7 separate regions of the Mus musculus genome follow, and all the other regions are linked to region 1. Evidence: chromatin contacts called from public promoter capture Hi-C data. All regions are on one chromosome and are shown on one strand. The core of a region is the stretch at or near the end of the contact, and the rest is flanking DNA. Distances in the headings are between cores, read along the strand shown. Region 1 holds the start of Slc4a8 (solute carrier family 4 (anion exchanger), member 8). Region 2 holds the start of Espl1 (extra spindle pole bodies 1, separase). Region 3 holds the start of Mcrs1 (microspherule protein 1). Region 4 holds the start of Rarg (retinoic acid receptor, gamma). Region 5 holds the start of Prpf40b (pre-mRNA processing factor 40B). Region 6 holds the start of Zfp740 (zinc finger protein 740). Region 7 holds the start of Fmnl3 (formin-like 3).

The links. Promoter capture Hi-C pulls out the DNA fragments that hold promoters and counts their contacts.
Region 2: a promoter capture Hi-C map of pre-B cells shows a contact between it and region 1, with 8 times the contacts expected there. The contact joins the promoter of Espl1 here to the promoter of Slc4a8 in region 1. A contact is called at or near these places in 5 of 39 promoter capture datasets (hippocampal neurons, liver, pre-B cells and 1 more) and 1 of 484 Hi-C or Micro-C datasets (B cells).
Region 3: a contact with region 1 is called in a promoter capture Hi-C map of liver, with 5 times the contacts expected there. The contact joins the promoter of Mcrs1 here to the promoter of Slc4a8 in region 1. A contact is called at or near these places in 3 of 39 promoter capture datasets (liver and pre-B cells).
Region 4: a contact with region 1 is called in a promoter capture Hi-C map of liver, with 5 times the contacts expected there. The contact joins the promoter of Rarg here to the promoter of Slc4a8 in region 1. A contact is called at or near these places in 3 of 39 promoter capture datasets (liver, pre-B cells and stem cell-derived epiblast-like cells) and 2 of 115 datasets of contacts at active chromatin or transcription factors (astrocytes and embryonic stem cells).
Region 5: a contact with region 1 is called in a promoter capture Hi-C map of liver, with 4 times the contacts expected there. The contact joins the promoter of Prpf40b here to the promoter of Slc4a8 in region 1. A contact is called at or near these places in 5 of 39 promoter capture datasets (hippocampal neurons, liver, pre-B cells and 1 more).
Region 6: a promoter capture Hi-C map of pre-B cells shows a contact between it and region 1, with 9 times the contacts expected there. The contact joins the promoter of Zfp740 here to the promoter of Slc4a8 in region 1. A contact is called at or near these places in 2 of 39 promoter capture datasets (embryonic stem cells and pre-B cells).
Region 7: a contact with region 1 is called in a promoter capture Hi-C map of liver, with 6 times the contacts expected there. The contact joins the promoter of Fmnl3 here to the promoter of Slc4a8 in region 1. A contact is called at or near these places in 5 of 39 promoter capture datasets (hippocampal neurons, liver, pre-B cells and 1 more) and 1 of 115 datasets of contacts at active chromatin or transcription factors (pancreatic cancer cells).

What each region holds. Positions count from the first base shown.
Region 1 is chr15:100,759,637-100,763,697 of GRCm38.p6, reverse strand. It overlaps Slc4a8 (solute carrier family 4 (anion exchanger), member 8), which reads right to left and starts at 1,951. Exons shown (of 25, transcript NM_021530.2): 1 at 1,724-1,951. The coding sequence starts at 1,768. It overlaps Gm52175 (a long non-coding RNA gene), which reads left to right. Exons shown (of 3, transcript XR_003951485.1): 3 at 772-1,009.
Region 2 is chr15:102,294,550-102,298,610 of GRCm38.p6, reverse strand. Espl1 (extra spindle pole bodies 1, separase) reads right to left here and starts at 2,318. Exons shown (of 31, transcript NM_001014976.2): 1 at 2,196-2,318; 2 at 1,762-1,851; 3 at 1-427. The coding sequence starts at 1,842.
Region 3 is chr15:99,249,729-99,253,789 of GRCm38.p6, reverse strand. Mcrs1 (microspherule protein 1) reads left to right here and starts at 1,829. Exons shown (of 15, transcript NM_016766.3): 1 at 1,829-1,928; 2 at 3,208-3,327; 3 at 3,776-3,914. The coding sequence starts at 3,318. 1700120C14Rik (RIKEN cDNA 1700120C14 gene) reads right to left here and starts at 2,002. Exons shown (of 3, transcript NR_045627.2): 1 at 1,789-2,002.
Region 4 is chr15:102,255,634-102,259,694 of GRCm38.p6, reverse strand. It overlaps Rarg (retinoic acid receptor, gamma), which reads left to right and starts at 2,173. Exons shown (of 10, transcript NM_011244.4): 1 at 2,173-2,455; 2 at 3,156-3,225.
Region 5 is chr15:99,293,534-99,297,594 of GRCm38.p6, reverse strand. Prpf40b (pre-mRNA processing factor 40B) reads right to left here and starts at 2,357. Exons shown (of 26, transcript NM_001370635.1): 1 at 2,167-2,357. It also overlaps a transcript of Fam186b not described here.
Region 6 is chr15:102,201,296-102,205,356 of GRCm38.p6, reverse strand. It overlaps Zfp740 (zinc finger protein 740), which reads right to left and starts at 1,712. Exons shown (of 8, transcript NM_001289691.1): 1 at 1,555-1,712; 2 at 271-786; 3 at 52-128. It overlaps Csad (cysteine sulfinic acid decarboxylase), which reads left to right and starts at 305. Exons shown (of 18, transcript NM_001359126.1): 1 at 305-1,218; 2 at 2,097-2,220; 3 at 2,783-2,913.
Region 7 is chr15:99,368,731-99,372,791 of GRCm38.p6, reverse strand. Fmnl3 (formin-like 3) reads left to right here and starts at 2,310. Exons shown (of 27, transcript NM_011711.2): 1 at 2,310-2,615. The coding sequence starts at 2,490.

The DNA of each region.
Region 1 (4,061 bases), core at 702-3,201:
AGTTTATGATGACACATTTCCTTTATGTAGTTTTTGTTGTTGTTTGGTTTTGGGTTGTTTTTTTTTTTTTTTTTTTTTGAAACAGGGTCTCATGATGTAGTCTATGCTGACCTCAAACACACAATCCTCCTGCCTCAGGAGGACTAGGACTACAGTGTTTTGTTTGGTTGACTTTGGGAAGCAGGGAAGGTAGAGTGTTTGTTCTGGCATGAAGACCTGAATCCAGACTCCCAGGACCCGTGTTAAAGCATACCAGCATTCGGGGCGGGTGAGAGGACCTCACCATAGGCTGATCCCAAGGGCTCATGGCCAGCTGATGTTCAGTGTAAGAACATGTATGAATAAATAAGGTGAATACCAGATATCAAACTCTGGCCAGCCACCACATGAGTGCTCGGGCACACACACACACACACACACAGGCATCCACACACAATTCTTACTTCTAGCCAGGGTATGGCTCAGTGGTAGAGCCTTTGCATAGCAAGTAGAAGGCAGTCCATCCCCAGAACCGCCAAAGGCAAAAAAACCAACCAACCAAACAAACAAAAACGCTAATTCTCCTTTTCTACCAGCTGGAAGAGGCAAGAGCATGGCCTATTTTTGCTCACTGTCTCCCAAACAAAGGTTGACTATAACATAGCATGTCATAAGATCAGATGGGGAAAGGTTTTCCAAGATCTTAGATCTATTTTTGTGACTGGCAAGCAAAGGCTACTTGCCGGGAAGAGGGGCAGGGTGTGTCATGCCCACTTCATTCACCACATGCAGGAAGTTCTCCATGCCTCCTCCCAGAACCCACTCCTGATGTCAACATGGCATTTGCTTCCAAGACCCGCCACCCTTCCTGCTTCGGTACTAGTCTCCGGCTCAGCTCCCTTCCCTCCTTCAAACCCTCTTGGCACAGCAGTAACCACACCTGATCGGGTTTCACAAGAAAGCCGGTGTGAGAATTCAAAAAGCTACTACTCACTGGATATCACACAATAAACTGTGTTTCACGGAGTCCTTAAAACAGCCTTGTGAAGTAAACCGTACACATATTTCCATTTTAATAGATGGGGAAACCGAGGTTCCAAGAGACAGGTAGCTTACTCAGATCGCGAAGCCTATGAGAAGCAGGTTGGAACCTGTACCCACTGACCCTTCACACCTAGTCCAATGCTTCCTAACATTAGCCGCCCCTGTTGTTCTAGGTAAGGCTGGTGGTGTCGGCGCTGTTGACACCTCACGGCTCCCCTGGTTCATGTGCATCCATACCCAGAACTTGTCAGCTGTCTGGGCAGCACGGAGGGATCCACAAAGCCGGCTACATTCTCAGGGCTGTTCCCAGCCTCCCGGTCTTTGCAAGGTTTCCTCTGAGTCACTGAGGAAACAGAGTCAAAACACAAAGACCCGCGCAAGGTCCCTGGATTCCCTCTCGTCCACCTACAGCATAACTAGGCAAGGCCAGAAGCCGGTGTGGGCCGCCAACCGGGACCCGCGGACAGAGGTCACTGCTCCGGGACACCGGGCAGCCGGCGACGCAGGGGATGCTGCAGTGCCGGCGGCTCCGGGCTCGGCCCAAGGTCACCCTCCCCGGCCACCCGGAGCGCCCCCTGGCGTCCCGTGCGGGCCTCCCCCCTGCCCTCGGGGACACGCCTGGAACCCCGGCTGGGGCAGGAGCGGGGCGGTGGGCAGAACACCGAGGCTGAGCCGGGGAGGAGCGGGAGGCGGGGCCCACCTGATAGCTGAGGACGCCGTCCGGCTCGTTGCTCCCGGCGGGCATGGCCGGGCGGAGCCTGGTCTCGCCGGTAGGTTCCAGGTTGAGCTGCAGCAGTCCGCGCCCTGTAGTCCAGTGTGAGACGATCGCACGCGCAGCGACCCCTACCCTGGATCCAAGGATCGGTCAACCATCAACCGGCGCCACCTTCATAGCCATCAGCCCGCGAGGCGCCCGCAGCAGCCAATCAGAGGGCGCCCCGAGCAGCCAATCAGCGCGCGGAGCACGGGAGGACGCTGTCCGGCGGTACCCTGGGCTACCAGGAAGAAGGGAGGAGGGCGCCAGAGAGCCAACCCCCTCCCCGCGCCGGTTGCCTTAGAAACCGCCTCCCCCCTTAGGGGGCCTCCGGGCTCCGAGGTCCTTCCTACTGCTTGCTAGGAACTGAAAATCCCTGCCTCTGTTTGCAGCTGCACCTGACTCTTGGGAAAGTGTCAGGTTTACCTGTTCTGATTTTATTCCTCGGAAGATGGGTTTTAAATTAATAGAAAATTTCCCTCCGAAACCAAGATGGCAGGAGGAAGTAATGAGAAGAGAGAGCCTTCTAAAATTACTTTTAACCCTTGAGTTAGTGGCCAGATTGAAGAGCGTTAGAGAGCAGCAGACAGGAAGCAGTCAAAGAGGCTGAGACTCGGGTCTCCCCAGTCTAAGACTGACAGCAGACAGTGGGGGTTGAGCTGAGGGTGATTTCAACGTGTCCAAAAGACATACTGTAAGACGAATTATTGTTCAGCAGCGGAACTAACCGATCTGAGGCGAGGTTGGAAAGTGAGGAGTAAGGCATTCGACTTGATCTGAGTTTAAAAGGAAACAGAGTAGGTTAACCATCCGTAGCTTGAGAGAAAGAAAGGGGCCTTTGTCTTCTGTCTCCTGAGAGTGGAGGTGAGTCCAAGCCATTGAGGGGAAAGGGATCGTGGCAATCAATCTCAGCCTCTGCCAAAACTGCAGAAAGGAGCATGACCCAGTACATGTCAAAGTTCAACCCTTATGGTGGTGCAGGCTCATCTAGCCCTCAGGAGGCTGAGGCAGGATAGCAGCAAGTTCAAGCCTGCCTAGACTTCCTGGTTAGACCTTATCTCACACAAAAATATTTTTTTTCAATCTCCACATATCATCAGTACACACTGTAATCAAAATAAGAAACAAGATTGGGCCTTAATGTCTCTGGAGCTGGGGAAATGGCTCGGTCTAAAAAGTTCTTACCATATAAGTGTGAGGAGCAGAGTTCAATCCGCAGCACCTAGGAAAACTGGGTCTGGAGGCAAAAGCTTGTGATCTCAGTGCTGGGGAAGGTAGAGACGGCAGAGTCCCCGGAGCTTGCCAGCCAGCCTCAGTCTCAACCAATCCATGATGAGCTGCAGACTTGGTGGGAGATTCTGTCAGAGAGTGCTGGAGAGACAGCTCAGCAGCTAAGGGAACTTGTTGCTGTTCTAGAGGACCTGGGTTGGGTTCCGGGTCCTCCATGGAGGCTCATAACCATCCAGAATGCCAGTCCCAGGGAATTTTTTCATCTCTTCTGAGCTCCTCAGGTGCAAGAAATAAATGTAGCACACAGACATAGATGCAGGCAGAACACCAATGCACATTAGAAAAAAAAAAAAATAGCCTCGCAGTGGTGGCACACACCTTTAATCCCAGCACTTGGGAGGCAGAGACAGGCGGGTTTCTGAGTTTGAGGCAGCCTGGTCTACAAAGTGAGTTCCAGGACAGCCAGGGCTACACAGAGAAACCCTGTCTTGAAACAACACAACAACAACAACAACAACAACAACAACAACAACAATAGTGGAGAGCTATTGAGGAAGGTGTCTGCCATCAAACTCTGGCCTCCACATGCATACTTATACATGAGTACACACATAAATGTGCACATGTACACACTCACACACGCATGTGCATGCATGCACATCATTTTTTAAATAAGATTTAAGTATGTGATTACACTGTCGCTGTCTTCAGACACACACCAGAAGAGGGCATCAGATCCCATTACAGGTGGTTGTGAGCCACCGTGTGGTTGCTTGGATTTGAACTCAGGACCTCTGGAAGAGCAGTCAGTGCTCATAACCCCAGAGCCATCTCTCCAGCCATCACTCACATCATTATTTTTGATCATCTATAAAAGGAACCTTGCCTGGTTATCATCTCACAACGTTTTTTCTTTCTATGCCTTTGTACTCCACATAGCTTCAGAGGTTGCTAGGCATCTAGAAGATTGCAAATATATGTATGTTTATTTCAATCTATTTATACATGTATTGAGGTTCAGCGAAATGGCTCAGCAGGTGACACCACTCATCAC
Region 2 (4,061 bases), core at 1,069-3,568, 1.5 Mb before region 1:
TCAGCCGAGTTGAGAACGCAGCTCGCCGCTCCAACAGTGCCTCTGCTCCCTTCCAAAACAGAGAGAAGCTGCCCCGGGTCACGGCCTCATAGTCCTGAGGGGCAGCCTCTCCAGAGTTCTGAACCAAGCAGGCATGGAGAGGCTGGGCAAGGCGCAGCACAGTGTCTGGGCTTCCCTGAGTGGAACCATTGCGAAGTAGGATGAAGAGAATGCGTTCCAGGTAGAGGGGAGGGCGCTGTGGAGTAGACAACAAATAGCCATCACAGGCCAGCTCTGCCAGGTCCAAAATACTCCTCAGGTGCCCAGGGCAATCGAGCTTGGCAGTCAACTGCTGGGTGCAAGCCCTCAGGATGGTATCGCAAATTTGTCTTCTTTCGGCATCTGTTCGGCTGCTGGGGAAATCAGTCCGGGATCTGGACAGGAACTCCTAGGAGAAAGAATCAAGCCGCGTGAGCAGAAAAGAAAGGGGGGGGGGGGCAGAAACAGGGCCCCACAGGTTCTCATGTATCTCTCTCCAAGTTACGGCAAAACACAAGCCAGGCTTGGTGACACAGGCCTGTGTGAAGGCAAAAAGACAGAAGAAAAGTTCAAGAGCTTCCTGGGCTTGAGCGAATGAGCACTGTCTCAAAATAAAAAAGTGAAAACAGGCCGGGCAGTGGTGGCTCAGGCCTTTAATCCCAGCACTTGAGAGGCAGAGGCAGGTGGATTTCTGAGTTCGAGCGAGGCCAGCCTCATCTACATAGTGACTTACAGGACAGCCAGGGGCTATGTAGAGAGACCCTGTCTCAGAAATCTTTAAACATATATATAATATTTAGATAATATATAGCTTACATATTTCATACTATATATTATATATGCTTGTATATAACATATGAAGACATAGATGATATGTTATTTTTAAAAGTGAAAACAGATATAGAGATATAGCTCCGTGGTGAAATATTTTCCTGAATGCATGAGATCCTGAGTTCAATCCCCAGTATGGAAAAAAAAAATTTTTTTTAATTAAAAATTAGAGGGCTGGTGAGATGACTCAGTGGTTAAGAGCGCCAACTGCTCTTCCAAAGGTCCTGAGTTCAAATCCCAGCAACTACATGGTGGCTTCACAACCATCCCTAACGAAATTTGATGCCCTCTTCTGGAGTGTCTAAAGACAGCTACAGTGTACTTACATATAATAAATAAATGAATAAATAAATAAATAAAATTAGAATGTAAAATTTACTATAAGGAGAATGATAAAACGTAAACAAAAACCGATGTATAACTCTCCCAAACGGAGAACATAAACCAGAGTGTCCTTAGGAGATGATCACATTAGTAGCCCTAGGGGAAAAAAAAATTTTTTTTTTCAAAGACAGGGTTTCTCTGTGTAGCCCTGGCTGTCCTGGAACTCACTCTATAGACCAGGCTGGCTTCGAACTCAGAAATTCACCTGCCTGTGCCTCTCAAGTGCTGGGATTAAAGACATGTGCCACCATTGCCCGGCGGAAAAATAATTTTTTAAATAAAAATAAAAACAATAAATAAAAAGGAAAAGGAAGCCGGGCGTGGTGGCGCAAGCCTTTAATCCCAGCGCTAGGGAGGCAGAGACAGGTGGATTTCTGAGTTCGAGGCCAGCCTGGACTACAAAGTAAGTTCCAGGACAGCCAGAGCTATACAGAGAAACTCTGTCTCGGAAAAAAAGAAAAAAGGAAAAGGAAAAAAACACAGATAATCTCAGAAACTAGGTGTGTCCTGAGCCATAAAGGGTCCCACCTTCAAGTCAGGCAGCAGCTGCTGGGTCTCCTCCTTGCTGCAGAGCAGAGTGGCGAAGTTGACTCCTTTGAAGTTCCTCATGGCAAAAGTCTAGATACAACGAAATGGTTTGTAGAAGCCTGCGAAGGGTTGTAATGGAAATAACTGGAGGAAAGAAGGGATTGAAAGTTGTAGGAGGATTCAAAGGATGAAGCAGGCAAAGAATCCCACCAGAAATCCTATGCGGGGAGAGGCCGATATAAACTGGGCTCCCGTTACAAACTGACAAGTCCACTGTTCCTTCCTCCAGGACGCTCCTTGTCCTCAGTGTCCCACCAGGCCACCGCAGGGGTCTCCACAGGGTCCTGGGCGCCGAGCACACCCTTTCGGGGGCCGCCGAGCCTCCGCAGAAACGCCCCGTTTCTTCCCAGGTCAGCAATGGGAATGTCACTTACCGCGGCTTGAGCGCGCGCTCACCAGACCCTCCGTGCCTTAATTCCCTCGAAGCTGCCGTTCCTCACCGGCCTAGCAGCGTCCTCCAGCCCGAGCTCCACCAAGCACCGGGTGGGCACGCTTCGTTTTCCGCGCCAGCACCTCCTTTCAAATATCCCTAGTGACCAATCAGCGAGAAAGCGTAACGCAGGCCGGCCGCGTGGCGCTCTGGGAGTTGTAGTTTATCTGCCGCGCTGTCTGTCACGTGTTCCTGGAGGGGCGGGTACAACTCTGGACCGGAAAGACTCTGGGACACAGTCTCCTTCTTCAACCTCAGTCAATTACAGTCATTTCGCAGTTGGGTGGTCAATCACTAAGTCTTTCTTGCCTTTATTCCCTGAGCTCAGGCAGGATTTTAAATTTCAAGAGAATTAAAATAAGAAACCCACATGGCTTGCTTTGCGTTACTAGGAAAGAAAAGGTGTAATAGCCTTTGATGTATTTTTTTGTTTTTATTTTTGTTTTTTGAGACTGGTTCTCACTACGTGATCCTAGCTGTCCTGGAACTTGCTAAATAGACCAGGCTGGCCTCTAAGAGAGATCCACCTGCCTAATGCTGGGGTTGAAGGTGTACACCACCACACAGGGTCTTTGGGATTCTTTAAAACTCTGACTTTGTGGAGAGGGACACTGAAAAGGGTGCAGGGACAACCTCCGGGTTCTCCTAGGTTCTCCTCCCTCCCAAGTTTGGATTCCAGCCTACATCTTACATGGGTTGTATAAGAAAGGCTATAGAGTTGAGTGAAGAGTAAAGGGAAGAATTCATTGTGAACGTTCACAGTCTTTTGTTTTGTTTGTTTTTTGAAACAGGGTTCAAAATACTGAGCGTAGGGATTTCTGAGTTCCAGGACAGCCAGGGCTACACAGAGAAGCCCTGTCTCAGGAAAAATCAAAAGAAAGAAAGAAAGAAAGAAAGAAAGAAAGAGAGAGAGAGAGAGAGAGAGAGAGAGAGAGAGAGAGAGAAAGAAAGAAAGAGGGAGGGAGGGAGGGAGGGAGGGAGGAAGGAAGGAAGAAAAAGAAAGGGGGAGACATAGGAAGGGGAGGGAATAAGAGAAAAAACTGACATCTCCCCCACTAGAAAATTTCAGCGTGGGAATGGCAATATTTAATGCAGACACTAACAATGCCGAGCTTTTTTCTCAAGTCAGGGGCATAAGGAAGAAGCAGCCATCCTGGAAATTGACCACCTTTATCTCCTAGCCATGGCCCCTCTCCCTTATCTGCCTGCCTACCAAGTAGTCTAACTCCTGCTCTCTCAGATGCACTATAAAGTCAAGGGTGGTACCAAACATCACCCACCACCAGAGGGTAGGGAATACTTACTAAGGAGGCTGAGGAGCTAAAAAAGCTTAAAGTTCAAAGGCAGCCTGGGTTGTCTAGTGAGACCTCGTCTCAAAATCAAAACAAAACAAAAAATCTTTTTAAAAGCGGGCCTGGGGCTGGAGAGATGGCTCAGAGGTTAAGAGCACTGACTGCTCTTCCAGAGATCCTGAGTTCAATTCCCAGCAACCACATGGTGGCTCACAACCATCTGTAATGGGATCTGATGCTCTCTTCTGGTGTGTCTGAAGACAACTATGGTGTACTCCTACACATAAAAGAAATAAATAAATATTAAAAAAAAAAAAAGCGGGCCTGGAGAGATGGTTCAACAGTAAACAGCAATGGCTGCTCTCCCAGAGGGCCTCTGTTCAATTTCCAGCACCCACATGGTGGCTCACAGCTCTCTAACTCCAGTTCCAGGGATCTGGTCCATTTGGGTAGCAGACACAGACATGGTACCCAGGCATATGTAGAGACAAAAACACCTATAAACATAAGTATAACAA
Region 3 (4,061 bases), core at 580-3,079, 1.5 Mb after region 1:
CCAATACTTCATCTCTCTGCACTTCCAAGTTCTGGACACAGCGTGAGCAATCACCCCACACTCCTGCCACCATGCCTTTCCTGCCATGATGTTTGTCCCCCTCACACCCCCAAAAACCCTGTGAGCTAAAATAACCCTTTCTTCTTTCAGGGTTTCCTTCTTTAAGGGTTTGCCTTTCCTAGGAGAAAAACATCTAACAAACATTGAACAGTACCCATCCAGCTCTTTACCAAACGATCCCTTGTTAGGGCTGTCCATGTGGCTTGGTGGGACAGAACTTGCCTGATAAGCAACAAGTATTTCACTCCTACTTAAAAACAAACAAACAAACAAACAAAAACTCTTTAAAGAAGAAAGCCCAATTAATTGTCATCTGTATAGATACTAAACCACACTATATTTTGCACAACCCACCAGACTGTGTCCTAGTTTGTTTTTAATTGCTGTGATCAAAACACTGTAACTAAAGGCGACCTGGGAAGCAAAGGGTCTATTTCATCTCATAACTTTCTTTTTTTTTTTTTAAGATTTATTTATTGGTTATATGTAAGTACACTGTAGCTGTCTTCAGACACTCCAGAAGAGGGAGTCAGATCTCGTTATGGATGGTTGTGAGCCACCACGTGGTTGCTGGGATTTGAACTCCAGACCTTTGGAAGAGCAGTCGGGTGCTCTTACCCACTGAGCCATCTCACCAGCCCCTCATCTCATAACTTTCAAGTCACTGTCTATTACCGAGGAAAGTTGGGGCAAGAACCTCAAGGCAGGCACTGCTTAGACCTCCCACATCTATCCAAACAAGAAAACACACCCCAGACTTGCCTACCAACCAGTCTGAAGGAGGCATTTTCTCAACTGAGCGCGAAGATTCTAGCTAGTTTCAAGTTGACAAACCTCTAACAAGCACACTGTATACCAGAAAACTTTGTTTTGGGAGCGATAAAGCAAATACATGCTCGTTAAATAAGTAACAGTATATTATGAAGAGAAGACTTGCAACTTGTCAGGGTCGTCCATTTGACACTTAAGTTCAGGATGTCAGGCACGCTGGGCAAACGCTCTTCCCGGAAGCTCCTCCAGCCAGAGCTGCTCCACTTTTGTGCCCCTCAAAGAAGGCATGAAAGAGCTATTAGAGCCCAGTCTCCCTAGCTTTCCCGGGCATCTCTCACGGCCCCAAAGTCTGGACGTCTCCTGTTCTCTGGGAACTAGTTCTTTCTTTCAAAACAGTTTCCTCAGGGAACACTGTCCTCTGAAAAGGATTCGGTTGGTTTGCTGGCTACCCACGACTGACCCCAGCAGTCTAGATGGAGTTCTTCTGGCGTAAGCAACTGGCGCCGCTCCTTCTAAGGAGTGTTTCCTTAGGAACGCGGCCACCATCCTGCATCTCCCCCTTAGACAGGAATTTTCGGGATCGTACTGTACGCCACAGTTAGAGCAAACTCTCCAACATGTTCCTCCAGTCCTGTGCTTAGCAAAGAGCCTGACCGAATCCCTTATCTGAAAACACTGGCAGATAAAACAATACAAGATTTGGTCCAGAGAGACCTACCAAGGTTAGTGCTAATTACGAATGCACGGCGGCCCCGCCCCTCCCAGCGTCGCCTGGGCGGGGTCTCAGCACAAGCCCCGCCCTCCCGCTGCGTTTTCCAACACGGAAACCTCCGCGGTTCCTATAATTAACACTGCCTGGTGCCTCCCTAAGCGCTTCTGCCAACCGGGAAAGCTGTATTTCCGGCTCCCCGCAAAATGGTTTCCACTAAGGCGCACGGCCACGCCCCTTCCACTTACGGGTCCAGGACGAACCGGAAGAGATCGTCCAACCCTTCGTTCGCAACCCGGAAGTAGATGTGTCTCACGGAAGCCGGCTTTGGCCCTGCGGCTCCTGCCGTCGCCGCGGAGAAATTGTTGGAGCTGGCAGCCTAGGAATGGTGAGACCCCGCGACTCGTCTCCTAGTGTTCTGAGTAGACCTGGAGGGTGAAGTGGAGTTTCCCAACGTGCCTCGGGGCACAACCCCACAACAAGATTTGGGGCCCCGCCCCGGTATCGCCCCGAAAAATCTGCGCATGCGTAAGTCCGATCAGGCCAGGCTCTGGCCTGCGGTGTTACGCATGCGCACAGGTGGCATGCTTGAGGTGGGATGAGAATTGTCTGGGAGTTGGTCCTGGTTCGCTACCACCGGCCTGTGGGCCTCAGAGCCAGATGGCGAGATCGATGCAGTAGTATGGAGCCGAAGAGTTGACTAAATTACCACTGCTCCCCAGAGTCCCTGAAACAGACCTGCACTGATCCCTCACCTTGGGGGTGCCCTGTCGGGAGGAGGGAAGGGAAGGAGGGCAAGCACTTTGCCTTAGTTGCTCGTGGGACTGGACACCTGCACCCCCCTTCTGTGGTACCCACGGAGCTGGTCGTGGAGCGTCCTTAAAGGCAGAGCCAGAACTTTGCTCTACGAGACGCCGGAGTCAGGAGGGGCGGGGCTGCCAAAGCGCTGGGTATTCATACAGTTCCCAAACCACGTTTGAATCGTCCGAAGGAACCACCCGCTTTAGTAAAAGCTGCAAATGGAAGGGAAAGCAAAAGGGTAGCGAGATAGTGGGATTCCATCTACCTTCCCAGGCTGTGGCCTGGGGGCAGGCTGGTGCTGCTGATTTGAGTAGACAGGCAAAGGAAAACAAATGAGTCAGGAATCCCTTGACCCTTTCTGGTTAACGTTCCAAATGCTTAATTTAGGATTCACTGGTAAAATTAAGAGAGATCTCTGAGCCTAATACGTTTTTTCCCACATCTTTTTATCATTCACACAAAGGCCTCAGTGACTCCCACATAGCTACTTATATTTTTTGTTTTTATTGTTTGGAGCAGAGGCTCACCATTATATAGATAGCCCTGGCTTGCTCTGTAGACGAGGCTGGCCTTAAAGTCAACAGAGATCCACCTGCCTCTACCTCTACCTCTACCTCTACCTCTACCTCTACCTCTACCTCTACCTCTACCTCTACCTCCGCCTCCACATGCTGGGATTAACTGTCAGAGCCATCAGACCAGGTAATAGCTACTAATGGTTAGGTGCAATTGAGAGTAGAGCTCTTTTGCCTCTTCCCACTACCTCAGACAGGGTGCACGAGTGCACGAGGATAAGGGATTGGTCAGTCAGTAGGTTTGGCCTGTTGGAAACCCGAGCCTGAGGGAGCCTTACCTCTCCTTCCCAGACTCTCTTCTCAGCATCCAAGCTCGCTTGGTCAGAACCCTTGGATGAGCCTGTGGGACCCTTCCTCCTAGCCCTGTGGTTTGGAGCCGGAGGCTTTGGGACTGTGAGAGGATGGACAAAGGTAGTGTGAGGCCCGGCCATCTCCCCAAGCTCTCGGGCGCCAGGCAGCCTCTGACTCTACCCCTTGCCTTGCACGAGTGTCTCTCGGTCTTGGCCCGGCAATGCCACCTACCACCCCCCTCCCCTGGGCCAGCACCACCCATGTGCCTCTCGGCAGAGCCACAATTGCCTCAGTTGCTGTGGAGCTTCTGCTCTTTGGCACAATGCATTTTGATAGCCAAGGGAGCAGTTATGCTCAGAGCCCACCCCGTGTGTCGGCCTCATCAGCCTGACCTGAGCACCTGTGCTGCACCCCATGACCCGTGGCACCAGGAGGTCTGAGCCCGGATGGGATCTGGATGGCCAAGGAGGAATGCCTGCCTCAAAGACCAAGCCTCAGGGAGGCCGGGCAAGGGCTGAGGGGCTGACACAAGGGTCCGTGCACAGAGGTCACCCTTTCTCTTTCCTAGATTCTCAGGGGCTGCTAGACTCGTCCCTGATGGCGTCAGGCACAGCCAGCCGCTCCGAGGATGAGGAGTCACTGGCAGGGCAGAAGCGAGCATCCTCCCAGGCCCTGGGCACTATCCCCAAACGCAGAAGCTCCTCCAGGTAGCCTGGGCTCAGAGCGCCTGGAAGGGGAGGCATGTGGGGCTAGGCACGCCCTTGCTAGCCTTGGTTTGAAATGGCCTTCTGAGCCTGCCTGGGTTCTGAGCCTGCCTGGGGTCCAAGCAAAGCCTTGTGCTTTTCCTTTACCTC
Region 4 (4,061 bases), core at 924-3,423, 1.5 Mb before region 1:
GCCCTGTCTGTTGTGGCTAATTGATTCTGTGTACAACTCCAGTGACTGGGTTTGGTGAGGGGGCAGAGACAATTACTGGATGAGAGGGGTTGGCAAGTATTCTTGGACAGCATCACCTCTCCCCCCCCAACACTTCCCCCTCCAGTCATAGGAACGAGGAAGTTTCGAGGAAGTAGTTATAGTAACCAGGATGGATAATAAATGAACAAACCCACCCACCACAGAGACAGAGACATATGGACAGATCAAGACAAAGGGAACAGGAAAACAATGGGATTTTAAACTTATTGTCCTCTTGGATGCTCTCCCATATTTGTCCCCCCTCTCATCCCACTAACTGTTCCATCCCTATCTGCTACCCCAAGCTGCAGTCTCAGGGTTCCGATGCTTGGTCTCTGGGTCAAGTCCCTGAAGGGAAGAACCAGTGCAGAGAGCTGAGCAGGGTGGTGCCTGGGTCTGTGTCCCAGTGCCTGGGCAGGAAGGGAATGGTGCCCAAGCCTGGTTCATGAGGACAGGAGACTCATTCACTGTAAACCAACTACAGATGTGCCGGGGTGGGGTGGGGAGGGGGATTAGGGCCACATTCCCAAACCGCAGCTGGGCCCGCCCCTCCTTCCGCCAGCCACCACCAGGGCAGGGCAGGAGGGGTTAATTTTGCAGCCTCCTGGCAGGATCCCTGCCACACAGGCAGCTCACTATCCCACCCCAGCCTGAATGCCAGGGTCCAACTCCCGGACACACACCCCTCCCACACTGCTAAGAGCTGCTCCCAGGGTAACCGGCAAAGTCAACAGCAGTCAGGCCACCTGGGGACGGGACCCTGGAGTACCTATTCCCAGCCCTGGAGCGAAAGGCAGAGTTTCGTCTGTGCTCCCCCCCTTCCTCCCCCACAACGTCTCTGGTCTCTTGGGATTGCCACAGCAAGCCTCTCTTTCCCCTTCTCCTTTAGCTGATAATGGCTACCCAGAAAAGCCTTTCCCAGGAGGGGGATGCCTGGCCCCTAGGGTGACAGCAAGACCAGAGCTGAGTAATTCCAAAGTGGAAAATGTGATGTGATTCAGGGGCCCATTCCCCAGGTGCTGGCCACTCTGGGAGCGTTGCTGAGGATGGTCCTTTGGGCTAGTGCCTGGCCCAGCCCGTCCAATGAGCTTTCTCCTCTTCTGGAGTCGTGACCATCCCTGTGAGAGTGCATAGGACTTCACTTTTCTCTGGCTCTGTGCTCTGTGGTATAAAGTCAAACTATTGGCTTCCCTCTCTAGGTTCGAGAGCCTTTCAGCCTCGGTTTGTTTGGAGACAGAGAATATCCCTATTAGACACAGACTTTGGGCTTCTAGAGACCCAGCGTCAACAACATTCGTGGCGCATCTACCAGGCAGCCAGGCAGGCCTCGCTGGCTGAGCCAGACACACACCCTCGCCTGGGCTTTCTCCCTCACACCCAGCGCAAGGCTCCTCCCATCCCCCCTCCTCCCTAAAGTTCTTTCAGCCCTCCTCCCAGCCAGCCTCTCCCCCTCTAAATCCAAGTCTAAAGGTGGGGACGATATTGGCAGCGAGAGACCCACGCGCTTTAACTCCTGGAGTCAACTTCAGGCAGAATGAGAGGGAGGAAGCCTGTGAACCCAATTCGTAGCACCTTCATCGTAACCCCCACTAGTTAAACCAGTTTGCTCCTAGGCCATAGGACAGAGAAGGCCAGAGGAAGGGATACTGCTTTGACCTGCAGGTGGAGGTTAACTAAGAAAAGGGGACAGTGCCTTCTCCTCTGGTATACTCCTGCCCCATCACTCCACGTCTTGGCAGTGTCCAAGTCTCTCACTGCCTACCCTGGGAGGTACCAGAGACCGGCCTGGCAGAATACAGCGTGGCTAAAGACAACTCAGTCTCCCCAAATGGCTGGAAGGGGGATAGCGCCAGAGAGAAAGGGTTGGCATCATGGAGCCCAGGACACTGACCTCTGCCAGCTCTGCCCGGCCTCCCGGGGATGGAGCCACGGAAGCCTAGCAAATGGGAGGGGCAGAGACCCAGGCGTCCTGGGCCGCCCCGCCCAGTCCTCCCCCCCCCCAGCCACCACCCCCCCCAGCCCCAGGGCACCGAGGAGGGAGCCGGGCAGGGGCAGGCGGCAGGGGAGGGAGGAGCGAGGGCGGGAGGAGGAGGAGGGAGCCAGGCAGGGAGGGAGGTGGGGGGGGTAGGGAGGGAGAAAAAGAAAGAAAATATTTTCCGTGTCCCCGCCTGCGGAGTCAGTGTGCGGTTTGGGAGAAAATGTGTCGGATATTTTGGGGCGGTCACGTGGGCGGGCGGGCTCCGAGAGGCCCCGGGATTGTCCCAGCCTAGAGCCGTGCCCCCCTGAAGCCCCCCATTACCGCGAGTCACTAACACCGCGGTGCTCCATCCCCGAGACCGCCCGACGCCGGGACCTCGGGGCTCTGCGGCCTTCCTTCCCCCGCCCTCCCCTCCAGGTGAGTCAGGCGGGGAAGCCGGCTCGCCCGCCTGGCCGCCCTCCGGCCGCGGACGCCGGGGCTCCTCTGCTGAAATGAGCCAGGGGCGGGGGCGTCGGGAGCCTTGGGGTCCTTTCCCTCCGGGGGTGGCCAAGCTGTTAGCCGAGCTTATGCGGAGGCTTCCTGCCCCAAGTTGGGGTCAGTCGTGACCCGGGAAGAGAAAGGGGAGATTTTTTTTTAGACAGACTGAGGATGGGCCGGGTTGTCTGCCCTTGATTTTGGTGAGTATTGAAGGAGAGCATTTAGGAAAGTCTTGGGCAAGCGAACCAATGTTCCTGTACTCGGAATGTCAGAGAAGACGGGTTTTCCTCCTCTGGGAAAGGATGGCATTCTTCCACCGGAGTGGGGCGGGGGCATACTGAAGGGTGGATCTGATGGTCCAAGTACCCTTTCTCCAGTGGATTGGCAGGGCTCTGTATGGGGACTAGGAAAGCTCTAGCAAGTGTCTAGGTGGGTAAAGTGGTCTGTGGAGTTTGGACTGCAGAACCTGGATTCTCTCTGATCTATCCCTTACTGCACAAGTGAGCCAATGAAGGGGAGCTCTTTTAGAATATTCTCAAGGGGAGGCCCCAGTGGAACAAAGCTAGAGTTATAACGCCCGGACAGGTTCAGGAGAGCCCCTGTCCTGGAGTGCCACTGACAGCGCCTCTTTCCTTTCCAGCAGTTTCCACCAGGTCCCTCACCTCAGCCTGGCCCAGTATGTAGGAGGGACTCTCTGCAGAGGCCAGAGGGTAAGAATATGCTTAGTTGGTGGTCATGGGGATGGGGCAGCAGGGATGTCTGTCTCGGGGAGGGAACTCAAGGACAAAATGCTCAAATAATTCCCTCTTGTAGGGCTTAAACCCGGGGCAGTTGGGATCCTACTCCTCAAATTTGAGGCTTCTGCCCTTATGGTTATTCTTCGGGTACTGAGTTAGGGTTTGAGGACCACAGCCATTGTCAGTAAGGATACTTAGAGGGGGTCAAGGGGAGTGTGTGTCCAGGGTGCTCGGAGCTTGGTTATCCCAACACACACACACACACACACACACACACACACACACACACACACACACAGTGGCTTAGAACTGGTAGGCAGCATAGGACACGCCCCCCCAACCCCGGGGCACACCCCCACCTCTGGCTCAGAAAGCCACCTAACTGGCACCTCCAGTTCCCCCCTCGGCCCCACCCTGCCCGTGCCCTCTGATGCCCACACACATTCCACTGGCATTGCCTGCCTGCCTCCTGGGTACTGCCCCTCCCTGGGGCCAGTGGGGTAGAGGGAGGGCACCTGAGGATTCAAGGTGGAGAATCAAGGGTCTAGACTCCCCCAACAACGGCACGGAGCCAGGGAAGCTGGGTCCACTGCTGTCTCCTGGAGAACAGGCTTGGGGCTCAGGATAGGGCAGAGGATGCCTGGGTTCTCCTCCCATTCTGGAGATGGGGTCATGGAAAAAGGTGGTCGTGTTTATACAGAGGGGAGGGGGGCAGCGGGTGGAGAGCAACTGACAAGAGCGGCTTTGTTCCAGGCTCTGGAGCGGGCAGGGCAGCAGGGAGACGCCCCCCTTCCATCCGGCAGCCCCCT
Region 5 (4,061 bases), core at 1,108-3,607, 1.5 Mb after region 1:
GTGGATTTTTGGATACTACCTAAAATACTGTTTGCACTCATTTGTTTGTGTAAATTCTCTTGAGTATAATCGGTAATAGAAACATGTAAAATAGAGATCCTTTACCTTGGTGGAAGGCAGCAGGTATCAAATACTCATATGGGAAAAGTTACATGATAGAAAGCTAACTGTATGGAGACTTCTGGACAGAATTCAAACCCTGGCCCATTTTACTCAGTTACCCAGGGAAGACAGAGGGATGGGATGAATGGAAATGACCATGGACCTTTTAGAGTCTTCCCTCCCTCCCCCTGTGCTGTCCTTTCTTTTCTGCTCCTCTCACCTGCTGCAATACCAATACAACTTTGGGACGGTAACACTTCTGAGTGGACTCTGAAGTGACCAGTGCAAAAGGACAGTAGAAAGAAAGCTAAAGACAAGCAGATTTGTCAGTCTTCCCCGGAACAGAACACACATTGTAGGGCAGGGGAGAGTCAATACTGAGACTATTGGCCATCTAGTCATCATATATTCAGGGAGACCAATGGAAGCATCCTGATACAAGATGTAATCAATTCTCAGCCTTCAGATCTAAGGGGTAGCTCAGAACTGAGCACTCAGAAGAACAGGGAAAAAGACAAAAATAGAGAGACAGGGAAGAGAACAGAGATCACGGCTAACAGTAATGTTTGCTGGGTGCATATTATGAGCCAGAGTCACACCACATGTCCATTTAATCCTCACAACCTTCTGAGAAAGTATCCCCATTTCATGGAGAAGCTGGGGTTCTAACAGGTTACTTCGTGGCTACAGTTCTCAGAGATTAAACGGCGGAGGCAGGTTTGGAATCCAAGCAGTCCGACCCCATAAAGCTGCCTCCCAGAAAGAAGGATGGCACAGATGACATTTCTTAGCCTCATTTTTTTTAATCCCAATCCTGAGATTCTGAGACAACCAGGTGATCCTAGGTAGGCCTGGACTGACTTATTCACCAAAGGAACTGTAAGAAAATGAAGGCTAAGAGGCATATTTCTCAAAGAGAGGCAGCCATCATCAAAAAGAAACGGGGTTGGCAGAGTAGTTCAGCACTACAGTTCTTGCCGGCATTAACAAGGCCCTAGGTTCAATGCAGAGCGCTGCAAAGAACAGCTGAGCTCTAGCACCCTGTTGTCTCCACTGACCTGCAGAGCCCAAATAGGTCCAGCCCCTCCCCCACCTACTTCCTAGCCTCTACTCTGGTGTGTAAGCCCTAGCATTTCTTCTGCTCCCCACAAAGAGCCTAGAGATCTTTCTAGAATACAACATTTTGCTTCTGATCCTCCATCACCTCTTCACTCTCCCGAAGAAACAGAATGTTGTTACTTCTGGTTCTCATCGTTTTTGAACTTCCAGGGTTCAACTTCCTCTATTTATAGAGTTCTCCCATTTCTCCAACGGGATTCCCAAGGCCCAGGCCTGCCAGGACCCAGCCTTGCAAGCTTTAAATCTCTTATCCGTAAATCCCGAGAAATTTTCCCCAGTCAAGCTGAAGGTCTCCACTCCAACATCCTCCTGCTTGACGCATCCTAGAACCCCTTCGCCTGAATTCCCTCCTCAAATCCCGCCCCCTTCTGCAACGGATGGAGAGTCCGTTTATCATACTGCCCATTTTCCTTTTTAAAAGTCAATGGGAAATTCAAGGCCCAGAGAAAGGTAGTGACTTGCCCAAGGTCACACAGAGTTACCACAGTCTGTCTGAAGGCAGAGCCAGGGTTGGGACCCAGGGGCCTCTGCTCCTCCGTTTCTTGGACTACTCCGGTTCTGAGGTGGAAACCAGGAGCATCTCTTTCCTCAGAAGTCCCTCCTAACCTCGGGAGACAGGTTTTGAGAACGGATGGGTAAGGAAGGGTGTCCCCTAAGGTCCAAAGGGGCACCTGGGGCTTCCAAAAGGCACAAGCCTGGGTCTGGGGGAGGGGCACGGGCCACGCCAAATAGCCTAGGATTGGCAACTGGTTTCCATCGCCTGCCCTCCCTTCGCCCCCGACCTTTCTCCACAGACCCACCGTTCACTTCATCCCTTCCTCCTCCTCACACAGCGCCTAGGCTCTCCGTCCCCTCAGCCCCCGGTCGCACCCGCCCCCCCGCCCCCCGCCATGCACCATAATGGCCTCCCCGCCCCTTCTACCCTCACTCCCCGCCCCCACCTACCTACAGGGCTTCTTTTCCTCACCCCTCGGTCCCCTCGCCCTCCCTCAGGGTCCCGGGTGCCCCGGCGGCCCTCCCGCCTCCCCGGCTCGAGCCCGGGCCGCAGGGGGCGCTGTGAGACAGCCCCGGGCCTCTCCACCCCCGCGCGGGGACGTTACCATGCCAGAGCCTCAGAGCAGCTGGGCCGGCTCGGCCCACTCGCCAGTAAAAACAGCTCTGATTGGCCGGGCTTCGGCCGGGAGGGCGGGGCCAGTGGGGGGGTCGCACCCCTTCGTGGCCGGGGCTCCGGTTGCTCTCGCCGAGGAGCGGAGCCCCCAACCGGCCCGGTGTGCCCGGCCCGGCTCCGCCCCCGGCCCGGAGCGCCAGGCCCCGCCCCCACGTGCGCAGAATCCTGGGACCGCCCCCTGGGGCGGGGCGCGCCTGGGCCCACCCCCGGGGGCGGAGCGCGCCTGGGCGGGCCTGGGACTGACCGCGCGCTGGCTGCGCAGGGCGGCGTGGCTCTCCCGGCTCACAGCCCCCTTCTTGCCCGCGACTCCGCGGCCACCACCCAGACCGGACCGAGCCATTAATTTCTCCCGCGCAGAGGGCACTACAGCGGTTCACAGAGCGGCTCTTTTCCCTGCGTATTTTCTTTAGTTTTAATTTTTTGTTGTTGTTGGTTTTTTTCGAGACATGGTTTCTCTGTGTAGCCCTGGCTGTCCTGGAACTCACCAGGCTGGCCTCGAACTCAGAAATCCGCCTGCCTCTGCCTCCCGAGTGCTGGGATTAAAGGCGTGCGCTACCACGCCCGGCTTTAGTTTTAATTTCTTAATTCAAGAACTATTAATTAAACTCCTGTGCCAGCAGCCGTATGTGTCGGGCAAAGCCGACAAATCCCCTAAATGAGTGCGTACGTGCCTCTCGCTTAGCGCTGGGTTACTTTCAGAATCTGCCTCTGTAACATCTACAGTGAGAGATAAACGTTCAGTTATGTAGATAAGGGAACTCGAAGCTACTTAATGGGCATGCATGCTCAAGTTCTTGGGCTAGTACAGCTGGCCCTGGTTGGAGGCATTGCACCTCTTTACCCCTCCAAAGCCGGGGTAAAGACCAAGACGTTGCCTGTTTCCTTCTGTAGGTTTCTGAACCTGACTCAGGAAAACACCTCTTTATGTCTATAGACAATTTGGCTTTATCAATAGTTGTATTAAAAGTTCTTATATTCATTCTTCAAGCCAGCACTGAGTTGTAGAGGCAGACAGATCCCTGGGGCTCAGCGGCTAGCCGAACTAGCCTACATTGTGTTTTCTGACTAGTGAGAGACCTGATCTTTAAAATGATGTCCCAGGACGTCATGAAAAGCCGGACATGAGGGGAAGAAACCCTTTCCCCTGAGATCTAATTTGTCTTTCTTGAAGTGATCTCAAATAACAAATCCATGATGCACTTTAAATCTAATGTATGTCAGGTGGTAGTGGGTGTACCCCTTTAATCGAGCATTTGGAAAGCAGAAGCAGGCAAATCTCTGAGTTCGAGGCCAACTTGGTCTATACAGCAAGTTCGAGGACAGCCAGGAATACACAGGGAAATGTGTAGCCCAAAGAAGCCCTGTATCAAAACAAAACAAAACAAAACAAAACAACAAAAACAAAATAAAACCAAAACCGAGCTTAAAAAAAAATCTAAAGTCTCTTCTTTCCCTTATGTTTTCTTGCTTTTATTTTATTTATTTATCGGGGGGCGGAGGGGGACACATGTGTGCTCACTGCACCCATGTGGGAACCAGAGGACAACTTTCTGGGGTCACTTCTCTCTTTCCACAATTTGGGTCCTGGGGATTTAATCAGGTTATCAGGACTGATGGCAATTGTCTTTACCCACTGAGTCATCTCTCCAGCCTCTCCTTTAAAAAGCACTTT
Region 6 (4,061 bases), core at 463-2,962, 1.4 Mb before region 1:
ACTGTCTTGCCGTCATCCCTCCCCCTCCCCCCAACTAGCCTGGGAGCTTACTGGGGACAAGGGCAATCTTATTCATCTTTGTATTCCAAACACAATGCCGTGCATGTAACAGGAGCTCAATAAAATTCCTGTTGGGAAAAAAAAACAAATGAAGCATTCACCAGACTATACACTCCCTTATGCCCGAGTACTTCACGTACCAAAAGTACACCGGGTACAAGGTGCTTTGCCAATGGCCCATCAGTGCCTGTGACGTGATATATAGCCTACCTCCTTCATTTGACTGGAAGCTCCCTGAAGGCAGGGGCTGTGGCCTGTCTCCTTTCCTTCCTCTAGATCTCCCCCTGGCGCTTAATACAGAGCTCGGCTCACTGGGGATGGTCAATACTGTTGGCTAAGGCAGAATTCAAGGGTGACACTGCAAAGAGGCTTCCCAGTGAACGGTCTTGAAGGAGGACTCGAGAGCTTTTTACCTGAGCCATGCTGACTTCTCACTTAACGAACCCAAAAAGTTCAGAAGTTCTCTGTCCCAGTTTTCCTTAAGACACTGGTTGTCTGAAGAACCGTCACCAAATCACAGTAACGGCTCCTCCCCGTTCTTTCAGTTCCTTTGCCATATTGAACTGTCTTCTCAAAGAACTCGGTGTCCTCCAAAAGGAAAACAGGTGTCCCAAGAATCCGCAGTCTCTCTCTGACTTCTGCCTCTTGTCGGAAGAAACGAGAGTCTACCAGTCTTGGTTTCCAAGTTGAATTCTCTTGGTGAAGCTCTAGGTCTGTTCCAGAAACCTGAAACCAGAAAGGGAGATGAGGCCCTTAGGTGTAACATCTTCAGGCCAAACAACGATCGAAGCTCCCTCAACTTATTTTGCTGGGCGTTCTGAAGCTCAAAAGGAGGACATGAGTCGAGAGCTTTCTTTCTAGGTCAGTAGAAGAAACTGGCCTCCTGGGCCGAAAGAGCAGCCAACGGGAGCAAAAGTAAGTTGGGCCTCCTATAGAGAGGATCTGCCAAGAGAGTAAGAGCTGGGATTTGCCATCTTAGGAACGGAAGAAGGGGGCGGAGGCCCTTTGGGGCTTTTGTGCGGAGTGGGCCGGCCTGCAAAGCTGGCACTCCACAGACGAGGGCAGAACTGTGTTGGAAGGAAGCTCGGGAGGCCTCCGCCGAGCGCCGGGGTGGCTGGCAGTGCCCGCACGTGAGCGTCGCTCGGAGTCCGCCCGAAGGTTCGTAAATTCGCCGCCGCGGAGGCGGAGGGCGGGCGTGTGTGCGCGCGCTCTGCAGGCAGCCGCAGCGCGCAGCCCCGGGAGCGCCGAGCCGCGCGCGACCTGCGTGCTCGCGCCCGCGCTTCCCCCCCCCTTCCCGGGCAAGGCCCCCTCTCCCGGCGGGGCGGTGGGGGGCGGGGCGGCGGCGGCCCTCCCCTCGCGCCCCCTCCCTCCGCCGCGCGCCCCTCCTCCGCCGCGCTCCCCTCCCCCCTCGCGCGCGGCGCCCCACGGCCTGCGAGCTGCTGTCCGCCCGCTCGCCCGCCCGCTCGACGCTGCCTCCCCGCGGCGCGCGCCTACCTGCCTGGCGCGGCCTCCCGCCGTCTCCTCCGCCGCGCGGCGCCCCCTCCAGGCCCCAGGCACCCCGTGCCAAGCCCGCGGCCGCCGCTCCCCGCGTCGGGACCGAGGCAAGTTTACAAACACCAACCCGGGGCCCGTTTCCCCGGAAGCACTTCTCCGTCCCCCTCCCCCTCTTTGCCAAGCGGCCACATCCACTTCCGGGCTCCGGAGCCGGGACAGGAGGGGGGGCCCTCCGAAAAGGGGTGAGGCTGGGGACGCGCGGAGAGCTGCAGCTGGCGAGCGGGAGGGGGACGGCCCGGAGGACCGGAGGAGGGTGGTGCGAAGGGCGGCGCCTGCGCCGTGGCGCGCGAGCGCCCCGGCCGCCATCTTCACTGAGGGCAGCTCCCAGGCTCGCCTGGAACCTTTAGGGAACCTTTAGGTACTGAGTGTTCTTTGAGAAGGTTCGCTAGGTGCGCTGGTTGATTCTTGCAGAATCTCCGTCTCTCTCCTGACGCCCCAGGTAGAAGCCGGGACAGTTCGTACCTCTGATCTTTTTTTTAAAGCTTGGTGAGGTCTGTTTTTCCGGTGCCTGCTGCTGTGGGGTGCAGACCTGCAGACTGAGGTCAGCTGGGAGGAGAGTTGAGCCGTTGCGCAGTCCTGCGGTACACACTAAACCACAATCTGCATGTGAGTCTCAGTGAGTTCCCTCAATAGCCAAGGCAAACGTGCTCCGGCCCCGCAGTCTTGACCTAGCCAAACTAGGCTTCCTTTCAAGAAAAGGCCTTTTTTCCCTTCAGTGGACTAGTCTTGTTGGAGATTTGGAAGTGCGTGTTGTCCTCTGGGCCAGGCCCCCTTTGGAAATTTGAGCCTATCCTCGAATACTAGCGCCCCACTTGTAGCATTAGAGAGGAGTTCTGCTAAAAGATAGGACTATTCTAAGTGCACACTTGGCAGAAGGAAACGTGAATTCCACTTAAGTCCCAGTTTCTATTCTAACTGCTGTCTGGTGAGTTTAAGTGACAGTAAGACACTATCCAAAAAGCATATGGATTCCTAACCACAGTCCTGTACCTTTTACACCACTAAAGTAAGTTCCATTTCCCTTAGGGTCATTCTGAAACTGACATAAAATGGAGAGACATGTCACCAGGAATGTTTTTAAAACAAATGTAGGGACCTGAAGAGATGACCCAGCTGTTAAGAGTGCTTGCTGGGAAACTAGGACCAGAGTTTGGATTCTGTTTTCCAGGTTAACAAGCCTGCTCTGACAAAGGTGGAGACTGGAGAATCCCCTGGACTTGCTGGATTCCACCTTAACTGAGAAAATTAGAGCCCCAGGTTGGGGAAGAGACCTTGCTTCTAAAGGAATAAGCAGTCCAGGTGTGTACAGGCTCTTGAACTTGCATGGACAGAGTCACATCAGAAACAATCATACAGTTTTAAACATTAGCTTAAGCAAGGGAGTGTAGCCGGGTGTTGTTGGCACACACCTTTAATCCCAGCACTTGGGAGGCAGAGGCAGGTGGATTTCTGAGTTCGAGGCCAGCCTGGTCTACAGAGTGAGTTCCAGGACAGCCAGGGCTACACAGAGAAACCCTGTCTTGGAAAAATAAAAAAACAAAACAAAAAACAAAAAAAAAAAGCAGGGGAGTGTGACAAATATCTTTAATCCCAGCACCTGAAAGGCAGAGCAGGCCAATCCCTGTGAGTTTAAGGCCAACCTGGTATACATAGCAAGTTCTACCAGCTAGAGATACACAAACTTTATTTATTTATTTGTTTGTTTGTTTATTTATTTTAAAGATTTATTTATTTATCATATGTAAGTATACTCTAGCTGTCTTTGGACACTCCAGAAGAGGAAGTCAGATCTCATTACGGATGGTTGTGAGCCACCATGTGGTTGCTGGGATTTGAACCACTGAGCCATCTCTCCAGCCCCCACAATCTTTAGAAAACAAAGAACCACCTAATCCATTGCCAGTCTATAGAATACAAAACTACATAATTTTTTCTTCTAGCCAAGCTCTTGAAGATAATCACTCTTGTTATTGTTTCTTATTACTAGATATTTAAATTTTTTGTTTTTATGTGTGTATGCATGTGTTGCTTACGTGTATGTCTGTGTAACACTTGAGTGCCTGGTACCCTTAGAGGCCAGGCAAGGGTGTGGAATATACTTAGAATGGAGTTACTGATGCTTATGGGCCACCTGAAGTAACAATATGAGCCACCACAAGGGTGCTGGGAATTGAACCTAGGTCCTTTGGAAGAGCAGCCAGTGCTCTCAACTGCTGAGCCAGCTCTCTAGTCCCTGTTGTTATATTTTTGATAGTGGGACTTGTTGGAATTCATGGTCTGGCTCATGTTAGACAAGCTGTCAGCTACTGAGTTGTTTTTTTTTTTTTTAAGATTTCGTTATTTTATGTATATGAGTTACACCATCACTGTCTTCAGACACACAAGAAGAAGGCATTGGATCCCATTACAGATGGTGAGCCACTATGTGGTTGCTGGGAATTAAACTC
Region 7 (4,061 bases), core at 1,061-3,560, 1.4 Mb after region 1:
TGTTGAGGGAATCAGGAAAGGGGCTGGAGAGGTGGCTCAGCAGTTAAGAGGCTCTGCTGTTCAGAGGACCTGGCTCACAACCGCCTGTAACTCCAGTTCCATGGGATCTAACAGACACGAGCACATAAAGACAAAGTTTCTTTATTTTTCTTTCTTTCTTTATTTTGGTTTTTTGAGACATGGTTTCTCTGTATAGTCCTGGCTGTCCTGGAACTCACTCTGTAGACCAGGCTGGCCTCGAACTCAGAAATCCACCTGCCTCTGCCTCCCAAGTACTGGGATTAAAGGCGTGCACCACCACAGTTTATTTTTAAAGTTGGGCAAGTATATGTTTAGGATCGTGGAGAAGGAAAAGAGGAAGCTATATGTTTGGCTGATTTGTCAATATTAGAAGAGGTACCACACAGGGATGAAGAAGGCACGCTTCCCGTCAAATTTCTATTTATGCTCCATGTTACTTGAGTATTCATGATAAACAAGTGTGCTCTTTTTGCTCACATATGTATCTTCAATGCTCAGAAAAGCATCTGACATATAATAATCTTTTCAAAAAAGCGTTTGTTGAATGAATGACTAAAACATTTGGGTGACAACTTGAGCGGTTGGATCTGGTTTCCAGTCATCTGGAGTCTGTGTTACCCTCGCAGCTGTTCTCCATGTACTAGCTTCATTCTCAGGCAGGTTGGGCTTGACGTGATGGCAAGGTAAGCAAGAATAGCTGTAGGTTTATGGGTTAACAATTCTCAAGCTCCAGGAACAGAGAGCCTCTTTCCTGACTCTTCCTTTACAGCCTTGACTAGTCCTACAGTCTCTAACATTGGGCAGTCTTGGGCCAAGTCCTGCTCCTTGATAGGAGCAAAGTCCAGCTGCACTTCAGCCAAAAACAGAATCTAGTGGTTCTCTAAAAGAGAACTTCTCTATCACCAGAAGAAGAGGGATAAAGGCTGACAGAAATGACAGAAGCCCATCACCTTGTTAGTAATGACAAGCCAGAGCAGAGTTGTTCTCCTATTTTCATACCAGTTGATAAGGTCTTATTCTAAATGCCTCTTTCACCTGTCTCTGTCTGTCAGGAAGAAGCCTTTCCCCTCCCTGGATGTCTGTGTCAAATATATCTCCCTCCCGAGTCTCTTTTGGATGGAATCCCATCCTTCCTAAAGCCAAGTCCAGGGAAGGGCATGCATGACCTCTCCAGAAAGCAGGCATTGCCACAGTGTGGCGTGCAGCAGAGTCTAGTGGTGAGCCAGCAGTCTTCGGTTCCATCAGAGCTGGAGGGCTGTGAGCAGCGGAAGGACCTAACAGATCGCTTTCTACCAAATCCAAGGCATTTACTTCCACAGTCTAACCTCTGTTCTCTGATATGCTGTTTGTATGGTTTACTGTTTGCATTGTACAGGAACTTGAGACCTGGAGAAGTCTGTGTAAGGCTCCAGAAAAAGAGATACCATCCTTGGATAATAAAATCCTCTGTGAGCCAGGCCGAAATGGACATTAGGTCACAGCAATCACCTTTTTAAAAACGTGCATTTTCTAGGTGTTTTTCCTACGTATCACACGTGTGAAGGTGTCGCGGATCCTTTGGAAATGGGAGTTACAGACAGTTGTGAGCAGCTCTGTAGTTGCTTGGAATGGAACTCAGGTCCTCCAGAGGGACAGCCATTGCTCTTAACAGCAGAGCCATCTCCAGCCCTCACAGGAATAATTTCAATCATTCTTTTTTTTTTTTTTTTTTTTTTTTGGTTTTTCGAGACAGGGTTTCTCTGTATAGTCCTGGCTGTCCTGGAACTCACTTTGTAGACCAGGCTGGCCTCGAACTCAGAAATCCACCTGCCTCTGCCTCCCAAGTGCTGGGATTAAAGGCGTGCGCCACCACGCCCGGCTAATTTCAATCATTCTTTCAAGCGCAAATTTCTCCCTCCAGTCGACAAAAGCTCAGAAGGTGGTGGTGTGACTTCTCCGGGGTTATATACATGGCTCTCACGATAAGTTGCTTTTTTTCTGAGACAGTCTTGCTATGTAGCTCAGGCTGGTCTCCAATCAAGCAGTCCTTCAGCCGCAGCCTCTCCAGTGCTGGAATGAACAGACCTGAGTCACAGATGGTGGTCTCCCTAGTGTTCCCAGTTAACTTTGCAGTCCGCGCTCTGTGGCTACATCCTCCAACAAACACAGCGATTGGATGCCCACCAAGGGCCACCAGGGCGCGCTCGCAGCCAGGCGCGAGGCCGCCGAGGGCGGGAGGCTCTGTGATTGGGAGGCGCGGCTGTCAGTTAGGCGCGGGCGGGGCGGTGGGCGGTGGGCGTGGCCTGCATGAATAAGGCGCGCTTCAGCGCGTCGAGCGCTTCGCCGCCGCCCGCCGGACTGCGAGGCGCCCCCTGAGGGGCGGAGGAATCGGGCCTGGGGAGCGGGCGCTGAGGGAGGAGCCAGGTCGGAGCGGCTGAGGGCCCTGGCGAGGAGGTGGAGGGCTGAGGCCCGGAGGAGGCCCCGCCGCGATGGGCAACCTGGAGAGCACCGACGGTGGCCCGGGCGAGCCGCCCTCCGTCCCGCTGCTGCTGCCGCCCGGCAAGACGCCGATGCCCGAGCCGTGCGAGCTGGAAGAGAGATTCGCCCTAGTGCTGGTGAGACCGGCGCTGCTGCCTTCCCGCCGCCCCCACAGCCCCCGCCGGGTCCCGCCCACCCCCGCAGCCCCGTCAACGCCTGGCCCGGCCGGCAGCTCGGAGCGGCCCGTCGGGGGTCGGGGAGGAGGGGTCCCCAAGCCCGGGACCTGCCCGAGGTCCAGACTCCTCCCTCCCCACTTCCCTCAGACTTCCCGGTCCGCTGCCGGAATTCCATTCCCGGGACCTCGCTGGTGGGACGGTTTCGGAAGCTGTTGGGTCCCCAGCCAAAATCAGGCATTTTTCCTCCTTCATGAGAGCGGGTCTCGCGTTCAGACCAGATGTTTCGGGGAGGAAAAGGGGGGATTGGAGAAGGGGCTGGCTGCCCATGGGGGTGGGGGGTGGGATAAGAAGCGATGCCATTCTACTTATTTCAGGACCGCCTGCAGGCATCCTGCTAAGTTATAGTGGATTTGCCTAGGCTGAACATGTGGATAAGCCATTTGACTAGACAGTTTTTTCCCCCCAATTGAAACAATACACAAACCATCCCGCCTGGTTTTTTATCCTCCCTCGTTTCATGTTAAACTTTGGTGACTGGTTCGTGTACCGTTGCTTGTGGTTCTTTGTAGTCCTTCTGTGGTTTCAAAAGGGATGGTTTCTAAAGACGAACTGATTCTCCTTTGCCCTGGGGCTTGGACGTTGATGTGAGTGACTCTGAATAGAGAGGTTAGTAGCAGGTATCACTGAGAGGAAGCTGGACCATGTTCAACATGAAGCTTTAAAAAAAAAATGAACATAACGCTAACAGATAAATCTGAAAAACTTGGGGAAATAGCTTTCACTTCTTCCCCCAAAGAGCTATTAGGAGATAGTAATAATTCTGGTGTATTGTTGGTACGGTCTGAAGGACTGACTTTGCCCGTGAGGAGGGATAAGTTGTAGACTTAGCAGCCTTATTGGATTTCATCTGCCTTGGAAGAGGGAGATTAGATCTGTTGGCAGCAGTGGAGCTGTCTAGAGATCCTGGCCTCTGCAATGTGGGGAGCCTCACATCATCATCTCAATGGCACCAACTTGGACTCAGAGAGAGTCCAGGATGTTCCACAGAGGTGTGTCAGGGGAAGCAAGAAAGGATGGCCCCTGGCAGGCGCTTAATATCAGGGCACACCCGGAGGGGATCAATTATGACCTTCAGCTGCCCCAAGGAAGAAGGAGGAAAAAAAAAAAATCAGTATGCTTGCACACCTGTGATGTATCTGCACCACCTCCATAGAGTCCCTGGTTTAAGGCACAGGGCTGGGTTAGGACTCCTGGAATCAATGTTCTGTGTAAATCACCTCAAGCTCTCCAAGCTCTGCCTAGGTCTTTGTGGATCAGATCATGTGTCTGTACCAGAAAGCCAGGAGTCTGTGGTCTTGACTCAGCGGTGATACAACTTTCCCAGTCAGAGTGTTTTCCGGAGGAGTG